Linked DNA regions of Triticum aestivum: region 2 is linked to region 1. The links are chromatin contacts, called in public Hi-C maps. All regions are on one chromosome and are shown on one strand. Each heading gives the region's core, a stretch centred on a gene start, on an enhancer-like site or on the middle of the called end of the contact. The rest is flanking DNA. Distances are from core to core; before and after follow the strand shown. Region 1 holds the start of LOC123132281 (VIN3-like protein 2). Region 2 has its middle 99 kb from the start of LOC123132281.

What was found. Hi-C and Micro-C count contacts between places; a contact is called where the count stands out from the background.
Region 2: a Hi-C map of leaf shows a contact between it and region 1, with 3 times the contacts expected there. The contact joins the enhancer-like site here to the promoter of LOC123132281 in region 1. A contact is called at or near these places in 2 of 5 Hi-C or Micro-C datasets (both in leaf).

What each region holds. Positions count from the first base shown.
Region 1 is chr6A:99,879,963-99,887,613 of IWGSC CS RefSeq v2.1, reverse strand. LOC123132281 (VIN3-like protein 2) reads left to right here and starts at 5,003. Exons shown (of 4, transcript XM_044552068.1): 1 at 5,003-5,215; 2 at 6,865-7,549. The coding sequence starts at 5,197.
Region 2 is chr6A:99,977,538-99,985,188 of IWGSC CS RefSeq v2.1, reverse strand. No RefSeq gene overlaps it. Among protein-coding and RNA genes, the nearest start is that of LOC123132281, 99 kb to the right of the region's middle. Within about 2 kb of position 4,083, at least 1 of the 8 cell types and tissues checked has an H3K27ac peak or open chromatin away from gene starts, as enhancers often do. A contact at or near this core is called in leaf, where this site is marked.

The DNA.
Region 1 (7,651 bases), core at 3,754-6,253:
TTAGCATTGGTTCGCCGTGAGATCACTTTTATGGACTCGACGATGATGATGATGATTATGCTTGGCGATGACGGGTGAGGCTGATTAGCGTGGCCTTTTAGCGCACACGCCCTCCGGGCTATCTCATATTGCGTTTCGCGCCCACGATTATATATGGTGTAGCTAAATGCCATGATGACGAGTTGACAATAGACACGAGCTGTCACGATCGCACGATAATTTTTGGATACTATGGGTCTTAACGGGAAAGAAAAAGAGAATACATATAAACTGTCGATAGATGAGCTAATCGGTGGAACGAAACGTGCCGACGCTTTCTACGTATTGACAAGCACACGAAGTTGAGTACGCCGCTTGCACCAGATAACCATTGGCATCATCATATTTGTCGAGATGTCATGTTGATAGATGGATAACATCGATAACGTCAGACGCGGTGAATTTCACATTGTTTCCTAGTTGGAAAAGTAGGAGACCGATCGTTAGTATGGTATAACTAAATGGTTGTGTTTATACAAATATTGCCATTGTACTGAGAAAGATAAGCATTATGTTTATGTACGCATGCACTTCACATATGACTGTCACTGACATATATGCCGATACAATAAAAAAATCACAGATAAATCTTGTTCTGTCCAGTTGATCTCCCTGATCAAAGAGAGAGCAATATCCATTTCAAGACATTTCTATCAGATTTCTTAGTTCGGACCGATGAAGTAATGTTACTCGACTATTATCAACTTGACTGCAATCTTTTTCTATCGGTAAGGATTGCACCAGAGCACCTTCTACTTCTAATATGCCATGAACTATAGATAGAGAAGAAACATTCTGAGCGAGTACATAAGAAGCGATCCACTTTATCACAGACACTCATCGACAGTTAGATGAGTAACACTCGGGGACAATCTAGAATCTCGTACCCATTGGACAAGTGGAAGGTTACACAATCTCCTAGTTTCGTGTGACAATAAAATGGATCCATATGCTATTTGCACTTATTTGCATGTCACCACGGGGTGGCATGGTATTTAAGCCCTAACCAAAACCATCCATTAGTATTATCTCATGTGACAATAAATATATTGATATTTCGTGCGACTAATTGCATGTCACGTCCAAATTGTAAAAAGTAGACAAGCCACAGTGGCATGTTTGTTTAACATTGGCTGAATCAGAACTAGTCAAAAGTTGTCTAGATCGGGAGACGACATGAGCATAGGAATGTGTGTATGGGTGCAACCGTGCGAGGCGGTATAAGTCAGGAGTTCAAGACACTTGAAAGGGATCATGGCTAGCTTCTTGTGCATGGGCCATCTTGGGCTTAACTCTGAGCCCAATACTTAATCCATGTAGGTAAGAGTGAAAAAACTTCCAGGGCCGGGGTGCCGAAGGCCCGTCTATGCCCCTGGTTGCACATGCATGGCTGAGAGCAGTAGCTGTCATTGCACTATTTAACGAGATGGCGTGTCGATAGTCCACGCCGATGATACTACACACGACAAATTCACTATATCTTAGTCGGAAAGGCGGAAGAGTATTAATACCATACAATTGGATGCATTTTTCTATACTAATTCTGGTATTGTGTGATAGAGAAATGCATATTTTTATTCCAAACATATGAACTTGTACAATATATTTGTTTTCTATTTATGTACTATGTTTATGCATGCATGTGCTTCACATAGGAATCATTTGACATATATGTTGATACAACAAGTAAATCACGTGTTAAACTTTTTTCTATTCAATTGATCTACCATAGGATAGACACTCATCGACAGTTAGATGGGTAACATGCGGTGACGATAGACAATCTCATGCCCTTTGTGCATGTGGACGAATGTATTATTTTGCATGACAATAAACATAGATCCATATGCTATTTGAATGCCTCCTCCAAGTGTGAAAAGTAGACAAGTCGCGTGTAGCATGGTTATTTAACATGCGCCTAATTGGAACCAACTAGGTCGGAAACGGTCTAGGTCGGGAGACCACGTGAGCATAGGAGCATGCATATGAGTGTGACTGTGCGAGACAATCTAGGTCGGGAGTTCTAGACGCTTGAAAGGGATCGGGCCGTCTTGTGACTAGGCTGTGATGGGCTTAACACCAGGCTGAGTAGTTAATCTATGTAGGTAAGGGTAAAAAAAGTCAAGGGCTGGGTGCCGAGGGCCCAGCTCTGTCCCTGGCTGCACATGGCTGGATAACAACTGGCTTCTCCCTATTGGTGGAGATGTCGTGCCGATAGACTGACTACGTTGATGACACTGCACACGACGAATTCATCGGATCTTAGTTGAAAAGGCGAAAGATTATTAATGCCATGCAATTGGATCGTTCTTCTATACTAAGGGCATCTCTAACGACACCGACCCTCAAATCGCCCGCAACCATATGGACCACGTGGTCTGGGCGTGTTTTGCCATCCAACGCGGTCTTGTATCACTCCGGGCGCACTTTTTCCCGCAGACCAAAAACAAATTGGAAGGGATGAGGGGCTTTGCGTGCGTATGTACCGCTGCCACGCCCGCGTTCGATAACCGTGGCCCACCCACCCACCCCCTCGCCCGCATGCTTTCCTGCCCGAAGCCAGCTACCCACATTCATGCCGCTCTGAATTGACACCGGGCTAGAACGGACATGACCTCTCACTAGCTCCAACATTGAAGTGGCTTGCCCGTCGAGAGCACCGCCCATGCTGAGTCCCTGGTGTCCGCGCATTTTCAATGCTAGAGAGACGTTTATTGGAGGGGATGGGAGGGATATCTACCACGCCCGCCCGTCTCCTGCCATTAAACAGGCTCGCTGGCTAAGGAACCAACTCCAGCGCCCGCGCATTGACGCACCCGGACGCTTGGTCTCACCGGAATTTGCTATTTAAAGGCGGCCACACAAAGCTCACGACACATGACAACACATCTGTTCCACATCTTCCTCCAGTACAACACATCCGCCATGATCGTGAGTGGGACCACTTTGTGGGAGAGCATCTCGACCTAGCAGAAGCATGAGGTGGCTGCGCTTGCGGCCGCCTGGCAGAGCCATCATGCCATGCGGATTGAGGCCAGCATGCCGGCCAGCTCCCATGAGGCCTCCAACGACGACCCCATGATGAAAACGGGCTCCGACAATGACTCAACGCCGGAGCCCGCGTCGGTGCATGCTGGCTTGACCATGGAGCAGGCGCAATTCACCGCCCATGGAGGAGAAGGAGCCTACGCCGACGCCCATGTCGGCATTCCGGCAGGCACAAGAGGAACAACAATAAAACTTGTTACTCCTCGAGCTGCACCGGCTGGCGTAGGGCCAAATCTACGGTGAGCGTGCGAGTAAGGAGGCCGTGGCAGCCATGGCCGTGGTGAACCCCAATTTCGTGGCCGAGAAACGGGCGCTCTACGAGGTCGTGCGTGCTCAAGCAACCTCTTGCAACATAGAGCCGGTGTAGCGGGATGCGAAGGCGACGCTGGCGGCACAGGCGATCAAGGATGAGGAACGCCACTAGCTGTGTGTCCTACACACCGCCACCGATCTTTCGGCGCGCATGTGGCAAGAGGACAATGGCGACATGTCCACGTCCATCATCGATCTAACGTCCACCGGTGACGGATAGGTCGTGGTCTCTAACAAAGATGAGTAAGGCATGGGAGGTGGTGGGCCTCGAGTCCCAAGTGGGTCGGTTCGTCTCTCATGTTCTGCTCTTCCTCACCGGTGACCGCACCTTCACTTCGCGGGTCTTATCCCCGCCGCTCATGGAGACGGCAAATGTCGGTCGCGGTTGCCGGAAGGGAACAACAAGGACTTGGAGACGGGCACCGTCGAACGCTAGGTTTAGGCCCGACCCCTTTTTTTAATGAATGCACTCTGGTTTGTATGAAGGTCGCGCCAATCTAGGTCGGGAGTTCCAAACGCTTGGAAGGAATTGGGCCATCTTGTGATTGGGCTGTGCTGGGCTTAACCCCTTGCCCAATACTTGATCTATGTAGGTAAGGGTAAAAAAGGTTCCTAGGGCCAGCTGGCGAGGGCACAACTATGCCATTGGCTGCACGCGGCCGGATAACATGTGTCATCACCTTATTGGTCGAGACGACGTGTCGACAGACGGACCACGTCGACGACACCGCACACGGCATATTCGCTGTATCTTAGCTGGAAAGGCGGAAGAGTATTAATGCAATACAACTGGATGCAATTATCCAAATATACTCAGATCTATTAGCCGCGGATCAGCAGTACAAGCCAACCCTGAAAAATAAGGATATTATAACAGGTCCCTAGGGAGTCTCGCACCCCAATCCTTCTCGTTGGGCCGATGACGCGCCGCCGTAACCACTCTGGCAACCTTCCGATCGCGAGATTCGAGCGAATCTTGTACACTGACACGGTCAGGAAGTCATCGGTGCCAAACAACCTATAGGATAACGAAGTCGTTTATCCGAAACTAACGATGACGATAGTGCGATGTGAAAAAAATATATAAATCCTTCTCTTTCAAACATATGAACTCGTACATTATATTTGTTTTCTCTCTATGTATTTTGTATATGTATGCAATGCAACTATCATTGGCATATATATGTTGATACAATCAATAATTCATGCATCATTTTTTTTTCATTCAACTGACATATCATAGTATAGACACACACCGAGGTTAGATGAGTAACACACAATGACTATGCACAATCTCTCATGCCTTTTGTGCATGTGGAAGGAAGGTTACACAATCTTATTATTTGGTGTGAGAATAGCCATAGATTGCCCTATTTTCCATGTCTACGTCCAAAGTGTGAAAACACACAAGCCGCGGTTGTTTAACCCTGCCTACCCAAAACCAGCTAACGCTTAACTGCTCCGTGTTGACCCCCGCGCGATCACACGGGCCTGCCGTCCCGGATACGGAAAGCCGGGAGGGAGCCGCCGGCGAATACGCGGGAAGGCGGGGGGTGGGACGCAAAAGCGGCGCCCGCAGGCTTTGGTATCCGTGCGGCTGGGAGCTAACCTCGCGTGCTCGTACTACATACGGGGCGGGGGTAGAGAGAGAAAGAGCGAGACGCAGAGGAGGAGAGAGAGAGAGAGGGGGAGGGTAGCAGCAGAGGAGGAGAGAGGAGAGGAGGGCTGAGTCCACGTGAAGCCAAGAGGCGGAGGAGGAGGAGCGAGAGATCCCCCTCTCCCTCCCTCTCTCCGGCCATGGATCCTCCCTACGCAGGTCAGCGCCGCCGCCGTCTCCCTCTCCCTGTCCGTCTCTGCCATCTGGCCGCGGGCCCGTCGATGCGCGGCGCCGGCCGGCCGGCCTAATGCCGCGCCGCTCGATCTGTCCGTCCGCGCGCCGAATCTGCCGCCCGGCCGGCGGGGACGGGGTCCTCCTGGCCGGCCCGCGCGTTTCCCGGCGGCAGGCGCGGGGTCTGCGCCCGAGATTTGGCCGTCTTCGCCGGAGGATTCGTCCGGGCGACGCGTCCCGTCGGTTAGCGGCGGTGCAGCGCGGTGAATTCGATCGGTAGCCGGTGGTAGTACTAGTCGTTGATGCGTGCGTGGCTGTACCGGTGGTGGTTGGTGGGCGGTACGGCGGGGCAGGGCATGGGGTCGCGGGAGATTTTTTACCGCCGGTGGCGCCAGATTCGGCGTTGCATGCGGCGACGGCTGCGCGCATTGCGCTCCTTGCGTCCGCGGGAGTCCGCCGGGAACAGTGGCTCCTTGGCTTTACGTCGTTTTCCCGAGGGATTTACGTGTCGATGTCTGGTTTCGAGGGGAAAGCCTCGGTCTTTTGGCCGGCGATTCGGTTCCTGGGGCGTCCATTGGACGCCGGCTGTGTTGAGCGGGGCTTATGTTCGCATGCATGTGGATGGTTTTATCTGTTTTGCGGATTTTGTAAGGACGGCAGGGGTTAGCACGATTAAATCTGTTACTAGGATCCAGGAGTCGTGTCAGTCTCTCGCGTTCCATGTCAAGCTGCTGTCTATGGGCGCAAGTAGATGGTTTCCTTGTGCCAACCCTGGTTCGTGGTTTCATGCTATTTTTGTTGGGTGGTGTATGTACAATGCACATGTCTCCTCTTAATGTGCCTGTGTCTGGTGCCAAGTTCTGAACCTTTGTAGAGAGAATGGCATTGCCAGTCTTAACCCAAAGTTGCAGAAGGGCCTCAAAAGAGTTGAACTTTGTCTGGTGCATTTCGAGTTTGTATAGCATTGCAAGATCTTCCTGAAAGTTACTATGTTTTTAGAGTACGTAGTATAGCACTGGAAGATCTTCCTGAAAGTTACTACTCCCTCCGTTCCGAATTAGTTGTCTTAGATTTGTCTAGATACGGATGTATCTAGCACTAAAATGAGTCTACATACATCCGTATCTAGACAAATCCAAGACAAGTAATTTAGAACGGAGGGAGTATATTTTAGGGTATGTAGTGTAGCCTTGTAGTCAGTGCCAGCAGCTTTTGGTTCGGTAGTGTTGTGCATGACTGCGCTTGTTATGTCGTGTACAAACCAACTTAACTGTGGTATAATGCATATGTAAAGATTCCGAGGCCTTAAATTGAGTTTTTCTTGCATGTGTTATGCTTGTTAGTAGCAACTGGCAATCTAAATTACCGTCTCTCATTTGTCATGCTATTTCTTGACATATCTGTGGGATATTGGGTTGTAATGAAGTTGAAATTTTCGGTTCTCAAGTTGTACATTGCTGATACATTATTGTCAATATGCGTGCTTACAAAGTTTGTTTGGTATATTCTTCTCTACCTTCTGGATGCGCAAGCATATCTGGTTATGCATCTCAAAATCTACTGGTGCACAAGATTGATTGCAGTGTTTATTAACTGGATTGTGATATACTAATATGGTTGTGTTTCCTTTCCTCCAGGAGCTATTATTGAACCTGCTAAATGCCGATTGATGAGTGTGGATGAAAAGAAGGATCTTGTTCGTGAATTATCGAAGAGGCCACAAACTGCTCCTGACAAACTACAGTCATGGAGTCGGCGTGATATTGTAGAGATTCTTTGTGCTGATCTTGGAAGGGAAAGGAAATATACTGGATTATCTAAGCAGAGAATGCTGGATTATCTCTTCAGGGTGGTGACTGGCAAATCATCTGGCCCTGTGGTGCATGTGCAAGAAAAGGAGCCAACTCTCGATCCCAACGCAAGTAACCATCAGTACCCTGCGAAACGTCAAAGGAAGAGTGACAATCCATCACGACTGCCGATTGCTGTCAACAATCCGCAAACCGCAGTTGTACCCGTGCAAATTAATAATGTGCGGTCCTGCCGGAATATAGCATGCAGAGCGATTCTTAGCATGGAAGATAAATTTTGCAGACGCTGTTCATGCTGCATATGCTTCAAGTATGATGACAACAAGGACCCTACCATATGGTTGTCCTGTAGTTCAGATCATCCCATGCAAAAGGATTCTTGCGGGCTATCATGCCATCTTGAGTGTGCTCTCAAGGATGGAAGAACTGGCATTCTGCCGAGTGGGCAGTGCAAGAAACTTGATGGTGCTTATTACTGCCCTAACTGTCGGAAGCAGCATGATTTGCTCAGGTATGTATTCTGGGGCATTGTTTTTATTCATGCAGGTTTTCTGTTCTAAATTGAAAAAGAAAAGTAACCTAGATTGTTACTTTGCTTGTTTTCCTGGGATTC
Region 2 (7,651 bases), core at 2,834-5,333, 98 kb before region 1:
AACTTCAGATGTTCTATTTTCAAACGGTATAATTTTTGTGTTATATAGTTTATATTAGAGTGATAAAATTAACAATCTAGGTATACGCGCAGGACTTGTAAACTGAAACGGAGGGAGTACCATCATGATTCATCAAGAATTCCTATACTTTGTATGAGTCGGTGAAACACAAAGTATTGCCGCAATTAAATTCGTACGTAGTACAATAACAAATGTAGAGGATCAAAAGGTAGATAAAAATTAAAGTCTCATAGATCGGACTCACAGAGAGAAGGTGATATAAGCTAGCCAAGGAGCACCGACCCATTCTGTGCCCACTAGACTAGAGGGCTCAAACTATGTTTAGTTGACCCAACTTTAAGATTATATACCTGTTCATCTTAACAACGAGAGAGCCAGGTAGGATTGGGAGACATTAGGAATGACACCTCCAGGAAAAGAAGAACCAGCAGTGCCGTACATTGCCTTGGACCAGCCAGCAGCGTCTCTAAAGGACACGGACACAGCGAACCATTCGACCCGTCCGGCCCCCGGAAGGCCGCATCGCGTCGGAGTATCTCGGGTACGCATCCAGGTTGCGCGCCAGTTGATCCGTCTGTAGCCCAGCCCACTCGCATCGCGTGGGAGTAGATGTTGCTTGTTGGGCGAGTATTGAGAAGCGATGCTTCAATTTCTGTTGGACGGTGGAGGGCCGGATCGAGCCGAACAAGCCCTCGGGAAAGGCAACCACATATATCTATCCCAAGTCCTAAACAGTAGGACGACCGGGTCGGGGAAAGGAGCGGGGCCACCTCACCACGCCATACCTGTATCGCCGAACGGTGCCACAGTTTAACTGAACATTGCATGCAGCTTCTGCCTATGCCTTCCAACCGATTTTTTTCGCTTTTAATGTTTATTTACGACGACTTGACGTGCATTAATCGCGAGTCGCGACTCGCTTCCGTCACGTACTACCGGGGGAGTGATCGATGGACTGCGACACAGTATATTGTTGGCTCGAATATAATAAACTGGAAAAAAAAATAGCTAGCGTTACGTACGTCAGTAATACTGTTTTTCAGCTGGAGAGGGCTGTACGCATCAGCTAGCTAGGCAGCCATATTGTTGCTCAAAAAAAAAGCTAGGCAGCCATATTTTTTTTTCTTTTGAGATTAGCTAGGCAGCCATATTGATCTACACGCCTACATGTGCGCACGTACGCGGTACACTCATTTTTAAAGGAAGTCTTCTGCTTTATTTATTTCCGTGAGTTATTCTATATTTATACTCCTACAACGCGCTAGTTACAATAATGTACTAATATCAACCACGCAGTAGTGCTCCTAACCTAGACTATTATCCATATTATTTTTTGTGAGACTAGGCTAGTAGTTAGGAGTATTTCACGTCGCTGTCCACATAAAAGTATTTTTAGCAGCCATGGAAAAGGAAAGACAAACCACAAAATAAGATATACTCCTACTAAGGCTGGTCACAATGGAGAGGAACTTAGGAGTAACATCACACACTTCAATACAACTTTGCTTATGTGGCACATATTTAATGAAAAAAGAGATGCTTGTGGTAACTAGCTAAGTTACCGGAACATCACACACTCCAAGAAACAATGAGTCTATAACCTAATAAATACATCGTTGCATGACACTACATAGATGTTCCTACCCACTATGAAGGTAGTAGCATAGTCTAGGGAAGTGTGTAAGTTACTAGCTTATGTTCTTGCCCATTGTGACCAGCCTAAGGGCATCTCCAATGATTGTAAGATAGCTATTGGTAGATTTTGTCACATAGGATTTTTGATGATGTGTCATACAATAAATGAGGAAAGAGAGGAAGGTTGTATGTATATGAACCAACACTCATTGCACAAACTCCAATGTAGAATGAGAGAGCACCTCATTTGTTATCTCACGTTCTATTGGGCAAACTAGATACAACACATTAAAGTTGTTGTATGTTAAGATATTGGTTGATGACATGACATATTTTATCAACAAACTAATATACAAACTATTGAAGATGGCCTAACCAGTAGCCTTTCACCACTCGTTGTTATTGGCGAAGATCGGTCCACAATCAGCTTGGAGGACGAAGATGCCAGCACGCAACAGAGCAACGGCTAGCGCGGGAGCCCCACACCCACTGCGGTCCGCCTTGCCAATCATAAAGCGCCGGCCGCCCCCTCGTTGCTCGGCCGGCCGCCGTCCGATCCTGCCGAATCTCTTGATTAGTCTGACTAATCGGCGCTCCCTCCCACGAGACTAGCTCCATGCCATGCCAATTGCCAGGTCCCCTATAATTCGATTTAGCCTTGGTTCACTGTGAGATTTTGCTACTATTACGGACCTGATTAATGCCTTGCGATGACGTGTTGGGATGATTGGCGTGGCCTCTGAGTAGATACACCCTTCGGCTATCTAAAATTTTGTTGCGTGCCCACAGTTATATATGGAGTAGCTAAATGTCATGATGACGGGTTGACAATGGACACGAGCCATCACAATTGCATGATAATTTTTGGGTGCCTTTGGGGAAAGGGAAAAATATGCATAAATTGTGGTTACATGAGCTAAACGGCGGGATGAAACGTGTCGAGGTTTTCTACGTCGAGTAAGACACATGCAACGGATAACAACTACTACCTCCGTCATGGTTTATTAGTTCTCATTCGTATTTGGTGCTAAATTTTAACTATAGATTTAACTAACAAAATGTTAGTGCATGTCAAAAAAATTATATCGTTGGATTCGTATTTGAACATAGTTTTCAATATCATTTTTTATAACATACATCAATATTTTATTAGTTAATCTAAGGGCAAAGTTTGATACAAAATACGAAGAGGACTAATAAACCCAGACGGAGGAACCCTAGGCCCCTAGGTGCCCAACGCATTCATTGGATAACCAGTGGCACCATCGTTTTTGTTGAGATGTCATGTCTATAGACAGACAACACCGATGATGTTACATACAATGAATTCCGTATGACTTACCGATTCCGAGCCCGGGCTCACATGCTCCCGCTCGTCAATAGTTAAATCGGTAAATACACAATGTGTGCACAAAATTTGGTGATGTTTGAACATTTGAGGAGGTTGTGGCAATAATAACCAAATTCTGGCATGTGAGATAAAGACTGAAAGAATGCACTGTTGGAGCTGCTTTTTTCTGTGTGCAGGGCTCCTCCGATGTCAATTAACCCTGATGTTTCTTACGCTCCTAACGCACTTGAGCATCTTCTATGCAAAAAGAAGTTTAGATTTTTTTTTTGTCTTTTTACTATTCTTTTGCACTTACTATTCAGAGGGTGCAGATGAACCCATGCTCAGCCTTGACTTATCAGAATTTCGCACTATGTCTTAACTTGAAAAGCTGAAGACCGATCATTAACATCGCACAGCTGGATGAAATATTTATACCAAATGGCAATATTGCACAATGAAACAAAAGCCATTTTTCTTTGGAAAATATGAGCCCATATGACATGTTTGTTTTCTCTTTACCGAATTCTGTTTTTGTGATTCCGGGACTACCTCTACCCTTGAACTCTCCGTTTTGATCATCACAATTTCAGAATAAAAAGTTTTGCTAGGCCTCCGAGCAAGTAGACAGCACTCTCCCATACCACGATACAACACAGCGACACGCACCGATGGTCAGAAATTTTGACTAGCTCTTCGGAAGCGAGCCAAAAACAGGGTCTGGTACTTATAATTTGGCTTTGTTGCATCAATTATATTATATAAGGGATTTCCTTACAGTTTTTCAGTAAAAAAAAGCAGTGGCGTACGTACGTTGCCCGGCCGGCCGGCCGCGCCTCAAACCGTTCGACACGCGCGTCCGGCTCTGGGAAGGCCGCATAGCATCGGGGGCATCCATGGGACGCATCTGCGTACTAGGTCGATGCTGCTGGGCGGGCGAGAAGTGAGAAATCGTCGATGCTTCCCTTTTCCGGCGCCGGATAGAGCCGGACCGGCCGGCCCCGGGAAAGGCAACGACGCCTATTTCTTCGCTCCCCGCCGCGTATCGTATCGTATCCCTTGCCCCAACCCCCAACAGAAAGACGATCGGCCGGGGAAAGGGAGCAGGACCCACCCGTTGATGCCCATACCACGCCACCCTCCCTGTCACGTACTACTAGTCTCCATCCAGTACTGCATGATTTGCGAGTTGCGACTCGTATAATACCTATCTACGGCGCCACGCTTTGACTGAACGCATGGCATGGCGATCGTACATGCAGCGTCTGCCGTCCAGCATACTTTTTTCGGTTTTATTTATAATTGTCTGTTTACGACGACTCGACGTACATTAATCGTACGTGATGGTGAAGCCAGTTGTCGATGAAGTATTTTTTAATTTTTTTTAAAAAACTTTCAATCTATTCATTTTCAATCATGACAATATAACAAACACCAGAAATAAAAATTACATACAGATCCGTAGAGCACCTAATGACGACTACAAGCACCGAAGCGAGTCGAAGGCGCGCCGCCGTCATCGCCCCTCTATCTTGGAGCCGGACACAACTTGCTGTAGTAGACAGTCGGTAAGTCGTCGTGCTAATGCCAGCACCCCAGAACAGCAACCAACGCCGATGAAAAATAACGTATATCGAAAGGATCCAAACCGAAGACACGCGAACGTAGACAGACCAGCATCCCAGAACAGCAACCACCGTCAATGAAAAATAACGTATATCGAAAGAATCCAAACCGAAGACACGCGAACATAGACAGACAACGACGAGAGCCGAACAAATCTATCAAAAATAGATTTGCCGGAGAGACACCTCCACACGTCCACCAACGATGCTAGACGCATCGCCGGAACGAGGGCTAGACGGGATAACCTTTATTCCATCTCCAGGGAGGCCGCCGTCTCGCCTTCCTGAATAGGACACAAACTCTAGCAAGATTAAAAAAAGACTAAAAACGGAGCCCTCTCGCCGGCCCTTGCCAGGATCCTAGGGCCACCGGAGACGAGGCGAAATTGCGCCGATGCCGGCAAAAGACACGAACCCTAACTTTTTTTTTTTGAGGAGGAGGCGGCGGAGCCCTGCCCTCACGGACGTACGTGATAATAACGCGTATGGGACAACGACTTGACGCGTGATGGAGTATTGTTTTCTTTTCTCATTGTCGATGGCTTGTTGCATATGTATGCTGGAGAAAATACTTGCGCTACGTACTCGTGCTCTATGATCCATATGTATGATCGGTCGGCGGATCGGTGGATGTGGATGTGGATGGGCGTACGTACCTTAGCCATAGACGAAAATACATCACGGGGCCCAGTTAATCAGTGCGCAGTACCGCTGTTTTTATCTAGACTCGGTAAGTACTGTGCGCATCAGCTAGCTACTCATATTGTATTATTGCTCTACGCACCTACATGTGCGCACGTACAAGTATTACGCCCTACAACTGAGATGCATATATATTTTTTTGCGGGGAAAAAGGAATTCTATTCAAGGAGGCTTCTCAACGAGAGCCAGGTTTACAACAAAATCCATCCCGGCAGTAAGCCAGACTGCTGTGCGCGGAGTGCTACGGCCATAGGCGGCCAGCTCATGACTAATCCTGTTCTGCAGACGGCTACAAAGAGTAAAAGAGATCTCCCTAGCATCGCTTCCAGCCAACCTACGAATCTCCTCTATAAGTGCACGATGTGATGATCTATCCATCTCGCGTGCTGTAATCATCGACACCGCCTCCGCGCTATCCAACTCAACCAGAATAGGTAGGTTAGATCGGTGCAAGGCTAGCTCCAAGCCTTCTCTGCACGTTGCTAGCTCCGCCTCTAAAGCGTTGTCGCATGTACGTAGCTCCCTACATGCGTTGTAGATGATCTCGCCTCTGTCATCACGCAGGATCATACCTCCTCCCGCCGCACCTGTGGCCGCTATGTAGCTCCCATCCGTGTTCAACTTAACCCAGCCCGGCTGGGGCGGTACCCAGTGTGCTCGCACCTTGGGCGTCGTACTTTCTGGAGCGCGTGGTGGTGAAGGCAGGACCACCATCTTCCCTTTCTCTAGGTTACCATCAGGATGTTGTTGTATGCACAAGAGTGAGTTGATGTATCCGTGTAAAAAGCGTCGAGAGGCTTCGGCAGTGGGCGGCGCCTTGTCGTGTGTGATCTCATTCCGGACATGCCATACTCTCCACATGGTCATGAGCACCACCAGTCTCGCCGTCTCATCCAAGGGGTCCAGCAGTGAAAAGATCCACTCTGGGCCAGTGTTGACGATGGCCTCCACCTTGGGGATGTTCCAGTCCAAGGTCATAACTCGCCAGAGCTCTCTTGCCAGGGGACACCTGCAAAGCGCATGGAATCCATCCTCGCGTTCAACACCACACAAGGGGCAAATGTCAGTAAGCTCGAGGTGTCGCGAGGCTTTATTGGCCCAAGTAGCAAGTGAGTTGGTGACGACTCTCCAAGCGAACACGCGTACCTTAGGGGGAGCAGGGCACCCCCATATGATCTTCCAGATGGCGCGACGACCATCCGGTGCCCTGCTCGTGGCGGAAGCCGAAGGACGCTCGCGCTCGTCCATGGCCAGGCGGTAGGCGGACCGAACGGTGAAGATACCGTTCCTCTCCGGTGCCCATGCAATAATATCCTCGGTGACGCGGGTCGACGTACGGATACTGGTGATGACGTCGACATCCGCAGGGAGGAAGTAGCGGCGGAGCAGGTCCATGCGCCAGGACCCCTCGCCATCCAGGAGCTCCGCCACCCTCCTTAGGCGGCACGTACCCTGCAGGGATATGGGTTGGCGTGATGGCTCCCTAGGCAGCCACCGGTCTCGCCAAATGCGGATGTCCTGCCCGCCCCCGACGCGCCATATGATGCCCTTTTTCAAGAGCTCGAGGCCGTGCTGAATCGCCTGCCAAGTCGGAGATGCATTCCCCGAGAATACCGTATCTTCGAGGCGCCCGTCGTGATAGTACCGTGCCTTGAGAACCTGCACACACAAGCTGGTGGGATTAGTTAGCAAACGCCAAGCCTGTCTCGCTAGGAGCGCCTGGTTGAAGAGGCGGAAATCTCTGAATCCCAAGCCACCCTTGCTTTTCTGAGCTTGTATACTTGGCCATGATATCCAATGTGTTCTCCGCTTGCCTTCCGATGCCCCCCACCAAAAATTCCGGACCATTCTGTTCAGATCATCGCAGACAGACATAGGTAACTTGAAAACGCTCATAATATACGTAGGGATGGCCTGAGCTACTGCCTTGATCATAGTCTCCTTGCCAGCCAGAGAGAGGGTGTCGCCCCACGCAATAATCCTTTTCAACAACCGGGACTGCAGATTCTGAAATTTACCTCGCGACATGCGACCCTCGGGCGTTGGAAGGCCTAGGTACTTTTCCTCAAAAGTAACAGTACCAATATGGAGAATATCTCTCACCACGTCTTGCATCATGGCTGGACACGAAGTGCCAAACAGGGCACTACATTTAGACGGATTAATATATTGTCCAGTGGCCTTTGCATATGTATTTAGCACTTGTTGGACCTTTTTAGCTTGGTCCGCCTCTGCCTTGAAGAAGAGCAACGTATCATCTGCGAATAATAAGTGAGACACTCCCGGCGCTCTTCGGCATATTTTTAGCGGGGTATAATCTCCTCTTTGCTCTCCATCT